Regions from separate parts of the Columba livia genome. Here region 2 is linked to region 1. A link is a contact called in public Hi-C data. All regions are on one chromosome and are shown on one strand. Each heading gives the region's core, a stretch centred on a gene start, on an enhancer-like site or on the middle of the called end of the contact. The rest is flanking DNA. Distances are from core to core; before and after follow the strand shown.

Region 1 (4,198 bases), core at 836-3,335:
AATAGGAAGAGAGGCGCTTATCTGCGATTGCACGGGGCAAATGGAGCCTTGACCCACAGTGAGCAACAGCCACGAGCCCAGCACCCGCCGGCGAGCAGCTTCTCCTGCCACCGGGGCCCATCCCAAATGTCCCCACGCTCTGTCCCTGCGATGGAGATCACGCAGGGCACCACTGGGGCTCGAGGGCCATCCGGGAGGTGACACCAGCAAAGGACCAGCCAAGGCTGGATATTAGGAACAATTTCTTCCCCAAAGGGCTGTGGGGCATTGAACAGGCTGCCCAGGGCAGTGCTGGAGTCACCATCCCTGGAGGGCTGGACAGACGGACATGAGGTTCTCAGGACACAGGGCAGGGCCAGGGGTGGGGGAGTGGGTGGACTTAACGATCTTAAAGGTGTTTTCCAACCAAACCAATTCTATGATTCTAAGGTGATGCTGGAGCTCTGGGCAAAACATGCTGGTTCCACCTGCTTTCTCAGAGCTCACCAGCAGCTTTTACAATTCCTCCCCCGGCTTTCAGAGCTGTGAGTCACCTCCGGGCAGAGCCGAGCGGGACCACGGGCAGGATTTTCCATCAACGCCTGCGCACTCACCGCAGCTTATGGGGTCTGAGCTTGGAACCCCCCTGCTCCCCTCCCCCTGCCCTGGGTGGGTGGCAATGTCACCAGCAGCCGCTGCGCCACCCCCACGAGGGGCTGTTCTCTGCGTGGCAAAGCCAAAAAAATGAGCAGAGGAAACCACGACAACCTGGGCCACGTCTGATGGTCACAGCTTTCAGCCCCCCAGCCACTCCAGCCCCCTGCCCCTTTTGCAGTGTGAACAGCAATTCTGCTAAACCCCAGTGTGCACTGGAAGTGTGGGAATTGGCCCCAAAAGCGTCCCCTTCCCCTTAAAGCGTCCACAAGCAACATGTGGACATGAGAGGGTCTCAAGGAGCCCCTGGAGCCCCACAGGACACCCAGCAAACCAGGGACAGAACCCGGGTACCTTTACAGTGGTCTCAGCCTCTATGGGAGCCCCAACCCCCCCAGCAGCTCCGGGGGACAAGTGGGGGTGTTGAAGGCAACAGGGAGCCCCCAGCTACCTGCCCACCACACAACAGAGGCACAGAACAAGGAGGGGGAACCACGCACCCCCCAGCATCACCAGCTCCCAGCAACCCGCCGCCCTGCTGCCCCCAACCACAGTCACCAAGAAAATCCCCCCGGCTCACCAGCTGTGAGCAAAACCTCGTATTTCCCTTGCTTTTCTATTTTTTAAAGCAATACACGAGCTCTCCCCGGAACAGCACGTCTTACCTTTCCCGTGTGCCGAGAGGGACCCTCAGTTTCGGGGCGCGGGGGGCAGCGGGGCTCCCCGGGCCGGGAGGGATGCGGGTCCCGCACCGAGGGCACCCGACCTGCCCCGAGCTCTCATCTTGTCTCTTGCTCAAGGCGACTTTCCGTTTTGGGGTTATGCTCAACTGCTGGTGCTCACACGTTTCCTGTTTGCTGCCTCGCGAGCGGGGTGCGGGAAGGACGCACATGGGGTCACTGTCCCCCCAGTTCCCAAAGCAAAGGCACTGCTGGTGTCACTGGGAACTGCAGTAGAAGTTCCCATCCTTCCCTTGTTTGCAATGGTCTGCCCAAGGCTGGAAGGAGTTTTGTGCACAGAAAAAGCATCAGAGAAACAACAAATGTTATTTTTAAGAGTTCAAATAACCCACAGTACAAGACTATAAAATCACAGATTATCACATCCCACCAAAGACAGAGCAAACCTGAAAAATACACTCTTTGGCCCCAAATGTGGAGATGTCCCCCGCTGTGCTGCTCACACTGATGTTGTTTTCCAAGGCTCCTGCCTGAATTATGAAATGAGCTTTAGAGGCAGCACCAAACCCACGGGCTGCCCACAGTCTGCAACCGCTCCGCTGTGCGAGGGCAGGAACCGGGCCACTCACACGCATTTTTGCCCCAATTCAACTGAAAAATGGGAAAAAAACCCAAGTAAAATCTTAAAATAATAACAAGGTGAAATACAAAGTGTTATAAAGTGTTATCATTAGGTTATAATTAGGATCAACGCACACTGGCTCACAGGCTGGTGCTCTGCTCGTCTCTCCCCATCAAGCTGCTGGAATCTCTCACAGGAACCAGCTGTGCCCCATCTCACCCCCCAGCTCCCCCCCATTTACTGCTTCACCTAAGGAAGCTGCAGCCAGCTCGGGTGCAACACTTGGGCATTTGTGGGCAAATTCAGGGCTCAGCTGTTTCCTCTTCACTCTGAGCAAAGCAGATCCCTCAGCCACCCCAGCCCCTCATCCACCTGCACTGATGATGTTCCACCCACAGCCAGGTTTGTGCTGCAGCCTCCTCTGCTCCCCCCCAGCCCAGGGACAGCCCCCAGCTCAGGGCTGCACCCCCACAGTGACCCCCAGGCCCCCCGAGCATCCTCCTCCCGCAGCCCGACCCAGCACAGTTATCCCCATTAACACAGAGACACCAATTCCCTTACACAAGTGTTTATTCAGAGTTAACTTACAGACAAACAGGGATTTCCCCTTCGCCCCCCACATACACTTAATAGCAATTATTTTTTAATATATATAAATAAACATTTAGTGCTGGGAGCTTGCCAGCTTCTCTGACAGCAAAGTGCATGGCAGTGCAAGGCGGGAGGCTGACCCCGTTCCTTTTCTGCCTGGGACCATCTTGCACCAGTTTCCAGAGCCCAAATCCACCAGAGAAGGAGATGAACCCCACAAAAGTGCTGAGACCTGACAGTGTCGAGTCCTTCAAGGGCAGGGACTCATCCTTCAGAGCTGGGACCAAGCAGCATTCGCTCCAGGACATCACTTGGTCCCAGAGGCCATCGAAGACAGAGCCAGGTGAGGGTCCTCTCTCCCCCCAACCCCAAAGGAGAAAAAGTCCAGGAAAAAAGCTACAATTTCATCTTTCAATGTCATCCTTGCTGGTGAGCAGGATTCCTTCCTCCCTCGAGCAGCCCAACCCGGCCAGGTCCCCAGCCCAGTCAGTGCTGAGGGAGCAGGAACAGCAGGACAAGCAGCACCACTCAACAAGCCAAGAACAAGGTAAGAAAGTGGGATTTTGGGTCAGCAGAGTCCAGGGAACCCCGAAGCCTCCCAGGCAGTGTTGGTCCCACAATGAGCCCAGCGCTGGGGACCTCCAGCGGGTTTGTCACCAACTGATGGGTGACAGCACCGGTGAGTCACCCGAAGGGAGGGGCTGCCCAGGGACAGCGCTTCCTCCTCCAAGCAGCTGTGGGGAGGAGCAGCCCACACGTCATTGTTATTCTGGTTCTGCGCATGGACCTGCCACCCCGGGTCCATCCTGCTGGGAACAGGACACCCCCATGTGCCAGCAGCAAGGGAGGCCTCAGGGCCAGGCTGTCCCAGGGCTCTACGATCCATGTGGGTGACCCTTTCTTAAAGATATCTGGTGCCACCAGGTGGCTGGGACACAAGTGTCCTCTGTGGCCAGCCCTCAGGCAGGGGAAGGACCACAGCAGGACAGCGCAAGGATGCTGTTTGGTCCCACCAACACAGGGCAGAAGACACTTTCTTGCCTGCAGGCAGGGAAACACCTTAGTCCCACCGGCCCTGTTTCGATTCTCTGTCCCCTCCGTGGGGCTACGACCCTCGACGTGGGCTACTCCTCTACATTGCACACAGTGAAGGTCCCTCAGGACCCCCGAGCTACTCATAAATAGGGAATTACAGACTCTACATTGATTTGTACAGACAGCTTACACAGTCCAGGGTAGGGGGAAAGAGCCACAGACGCCCCCAGGGCACAGTGTCAGCAGCTGTCCCCAATGGCACAGCTGAGTGCCACCAGGTCACGGCTTGGGCTTGTCGGGGACAATCCTCCGCTTGGAGCTGTAGAAGTCTGGAAGGCAGAAAAAGAGGGTTGGAAAGTGCCCCCAGCCCACCAGGAACAGTGGGGGGAACAGGGAGGTGTCCCCAGAGAAGCACCCAAAACCTGGCCCAGGTGGACTGGGTTTTAGAGCCACCCACCCACCACCTGGAGACAAGAGCCTGTAGGTGTCCACTTTCTCTTCTATTTGGTCTCACCTGCATTCCCACCCCAGCCCTTGACCCCAGAGACAGGCTCAGGCCATGGGAACGGAAGGTCATGAACTATTTTGGGGCATCTTCAGCTATAAGACCCAAAAGCCTGATGTGAGCCCCCTGCCT
Region 2 (4,198 bases), core at 1,117-3,616, 37 kb after region 1:
ATCCAGTTTTCATGTAAAGAGGGTCACAGGAGGAGCCGCAGGCTGTTGTATGGAACTCAATGCTCAGAACAGGGTTTCAAACGATCTCTAATGCCTTTCGAATGGTATACGATGCCATTTTATTACCCGGAAATATCGAGGAGTGTAACTATTGAAGTTTTGATGGCGTCTGACCGCTCTTTTCAATATAACACTTGAATTGCCTGTGAAAGAATAAGGCACATTATAAACCAGAGAGTTGTATGTGACGGGACGCACGCGTGTACCCCCAGGTTGGCCACATCCGAGCGGAGCGGGACATCCTGGTGGAGGCAGACAGCTTGTGGGTGGTGAAAATGTTCTACAGCTTTCAGGACAAGCTGAACCTCTACCTGATCATGGAGTTCCTGCCCGGAGGTAACCCCCCGAAATCCAAAGGCTACTTTCCTCCTCTTTGGGGATTTCTATCTTAATTTCGAATGAAATGGATCTATAGATCAGAACCAGCTTTTGGGTTTGCTAACCTTTTGCTTTTAGCTGGCTCGCGGCAAGAGGATCTTTGAAGGTCTTTTTTTCAGAGCATAATGATGATGTTTGTCCTCAAATGATAACGCAGCTGCAATTCACTTAATAAGAAAGATATGCTGAAAGCCTATAATAAATGTGGCTAATGAAACCACAAGAATGCTTTCCGAGATGACAGTGCACGAGTGCAATCTGTTTGGTGTAACAGCTCTGGAGCTGAAAGTTCCCATTTTAACGTGTGATTCAGATGTTTAGGCAGGAGCGGCAGTCCAGAGCTGATTCTGGTTTAAGGGATGCTTCTATACATGTACACGTTGCATCTTTATGCTATTTACTCGTCCCAGTTGAAAGCAACTACAGTACAAGCGATGCAAGGGGAGATAGAGTTTGTGACAGAGGTGCTGGGGAACTCTGTTACTTCATATGAAATCAATTTAGGTTTCCTGAGGTTTTAAATAGGTTGATTATTTTCTTTGCAAGTGTCTTCAAAATGAGCAGGAGTGGAGTTTGTGTATTTACCTTTGCTGTTTGCTGTGGGGGTTTCTAGGTGATATGATGACGCTGTTGATGAAGAAAGACACTCTGACGGAAGAAGAGACGCAGTTCTACATAGCTGAGACCGTGCTGGCCATCGATTCCATTCATCAGCTGGGTTTTATCCATCGGGACATAAAACCAGACAACCTTCTTCTGGATAGCAAGGTAGGGACTAAGCACCAGCTGTGGCGCAGTAAAGAGGTCTTGGGATTTCTGATATTGATCTGAATTAGTGTTGAGAGTTGAGAAAGACGATGCTGCTTCTTTCTTAGCCCTGTTCCTTTTAGCTTTTGAGGGCCAACCAACACCACAAAGACAAACCAAACCAAACCAAACACCCAAGCCAGGAAAGTCTTCTCCTCCAGCTCTATTCATGTCTCACTTATGAGCTCTCTTCTGACGGTTGTTGAAGCTATTTCTGGTTATTCCAGCTGCAATTTCACACAGAGTTTCAGTTCTCCCGTCTTGGTCAAAGCTGTTTCCTTTTGGTCTCGCATCTGTGACACTCACCGGCTCTGGGGCTGATGATGGTGTCAGATGTGAAGGACGTCGCTGTCCCGTTAGCGAGAGCTGTTGTCTCCCTCGGGATGGGGCCGTGTTTCTGCAGGCGGGCCAGCTCGCCCGCTCGCTTCGAGCTGCCTAGTGGAGGCAGTTTGCAGAAAGCTCAGTTGTCTCACTCTCCTCCTATTGCTCACTACAAGCTTATTTAAAGTTTTGCTTGTTTGGAAAGCGTTTGCCGACAGTACATTATTATACATCACGAGTTGCCAGCTAATAATGCACTGTTGGAATTACTAATGTAATTCAACATGTCTACATCTAAATGTAGATAATTTTAGGTCTTTGAAAAGGATTTATAGTTTGATATACATCTAAAAATTGCATGTAGTCGGTGTGGTCGTGTTGTGCACTAGGACAGAGCCAGTCTGTGAATTTAAATAGTTTATTTTTACCTACAATGCGCAATTCAGGGGCTACAGCTCCCTCTGGAGACGTTTCCTCTCCCTGCGGAGTGATAAGAATATGAATAGCTTGATTCTGTGTCCACATCCAGCCTGAGGCTAACCGAGGAATGCAAGGAGAGAGCATCTATTTGTTACACAAAATCAAGGGAGGGGAAAAAGGAGGAAAGTGTATTTGCTACGATATCTCATCCTGTGCTTGTGTTTTTGTTTCTAGGGCCACGTGAAACTCTCGGATTTTGGTCTGTGTACTGGACTGAAGAAAGCCCACAGAACAGAATTCTATAGAAACTTGAACCAAAGTCTTCCCAGCGACTTCAGTAAGTCCCTTGGCCTCACTCGCTCTTGGTGACTTAACTCATTTCAGCCTGAGGTTACAAGGCTGCCGGGGGATCCAATAATCGACATAATTGCATCTTGAAGCGTGATTTGGAATGAAAACTCCTGTGTTTTGGTGGGTGCTGGCTGTATCTCGCGTGTTATTGGGATCAGAAGTGAGCACACAGTCTCTTGGAATGTTCAGTTGTTTTCTCAAGGGGAATAACACTGATAATGGATCACTAATGAAAGACTTGATAAACTTTGGCCGTATGGGCCAGCGATGAGCACCGGGAGCTGTCACCTCTTAGCAGGACAGCTGAGTCCCTGGTACCTTGATGTCATAAATGTGATTTTTAGGGTCATGGTTTTGGGGTGAAATGTCTGCTGGGTGACCTGTAACGTTCAGTCACATTTATTCCAATCTCCTTTAGCTTTTCAGAACATGAATTCCAAAAGGAAAGCAGAGACTTGGAAGAGGAATAGACGGCAGTTGGTGAGTGTGTCACCTGCTTGGGGACGTTCTCAGCTGCTGAGCTGTTGCGTTCGAGTAGCACACATTGAAATGGCATGAATCCATTCAGAGTTCTGAATGACGCTGGAATAAAACATTCCTGCTTTTTCTTTTAAAAAAAGGAATTGTTGCAGTTTGTCCTTCATCCGTTGAGCAGCTGGTGACATACGTACCAGAGACGGCACTGTCGTAATTATTTATAATTGAAATCTGATGCCTTCCAGCTAAAACTAACACTTCGTGCCTCTTTTCAGATAACAAAGGCTTAACGACCCACTCCCAGGTGGATATAGACAGTAGTACCTTCCCCGTTTCTCTGACAGTATTTTAAGACTCTTCACACAAACACGTTGCTTTTGCCTCTATGTTTAATATAAAGTCTTTAAAGTCCTATAGCAGAGTTGTTCAGAGACAATCCGGTGTCTCCCTCAAAGTAACCATAGCTGCATGAGTTCCCACCTCCATATCGGGCAGTTTTCCCTAAAGATACGTAACTAGTGGTATTTACTCCAGGCTTTCTCCACTGTGGGTACTCCGGATTACATTGCTCCTGAAGTTTTCATGCAGACGGGATACAACAAGCTCTGTGACTGGTGGTCGCTCGGGGTCATCATGTACGAGATGCTGATCGGTAAGAAAGCGCCTGGGCTGTGGTTACATGCTTGGGGGCGGGTTCTCAAAGCACCCACTCCCCGCTTTGTGAGGTTGGTTTAGACTTCAGTGACTATAGGAACTGCTTTTGCATTAGACAAGACTGTATTTGTCTTTCTTTGCAGGTTACCCACCATTCTGTTCTGAGACTCCTCAGGAAACGTATAAGAAAGTAATGAATTGGAAGGAGACTCTGACATTTCCTCCAGAAGTTCCAATATCTGATAAAGCAAAGGATCTTATTTTAAGGTGCCAGCCATACGGTTTACCAGCTAATATACTCCTAATTTTCTTGTCTTACAGATTGTCCTACATGCCTCTCATAGGTTGTTTCATGTGATAAAACCGTGATGCTTGTGACAGCTTTGTACAGTTACGCACATGCATCAAATGCTGACCTCCCTCATCAAACGCATTTGTATCAATGGTTCCCTGACCAAACTCTGCTAAAAGGAGCTCCCGTTGGAGTGCTGCTAGTCTGGAAAAGTATAAGTGTTCTTTATTTTGTCTGCAAGCTTCTCATGGAAGTAACCTAAACCTTTTTGCCAGTGTGTCTTACAATAGCAATGCTTTTGACACTGTGTGCGCTGGAGCATACAGATGTATGTCAGTGCCTGCTGCCTCTTGCTCTTGTATTTTCAATCACCTCTCTGTTCTCAGGACAGAAATATGAATGTCTAGCTTTCCAGGCTTTATATGTTGTCCTGCTCTG

The links. Hi-C and Micro-C count contacts between places; a contact is called where the count stands out from the background.
Region 2: a Hi-C map of crop shows a contact between it and region 1, with 4 times the contacts expected there. The contact joins the enhancer-like site here to the promoter of RAB44 in region 1. A contact is called at or near these places in 2 of 2 Hi-C or Micro-C datasets (crop and liver).

What each region holds. Positions count from the first base shown.
Region 1 is chr22:5,334,331-5,338,528 of bColLiv1.pat.W.v2, forward strand. It overlaps RAB44 (RAB44, member RAS oncogene family), which reads right to left and starts at 2,086. Exons shown (of 15, transcript XM_065038820.1): 1 at 1,299-2,086. The coding sequence starts at 1,525. It overlaps CDKN1A (cyclin dependent kinase inhibitor 1A), which reads right to left. Exons shown (of 3, transcript XM_005510359.4): 3 at 2,488-3,890. The coding sequence ends at 3,841.
Region 2 is chr22:5,371,320-5,375,517 of bColLiv1.pat.W.v2, forward strand. STK38 (serine/threonine kinase 38) reads left to right here. Exons shown (of 14, transcript XM_065038833.1): 6 at 273-396; 7 at 1,052-1,206; 8 at 2,221-2,323; 9 at 2,756-2,817; 10 at 3,349-3,466; 11 at 3,612-3,735. Among named protein-coding and RNA genes, the nearest start is that of STK38, 7.0 kb to the left of the region's middle. Within about 2 kb of position 2,367, at least 1 of the 3 cell types and tissues checked has an H3K27ac peak away from gene starts, as active enhancers do.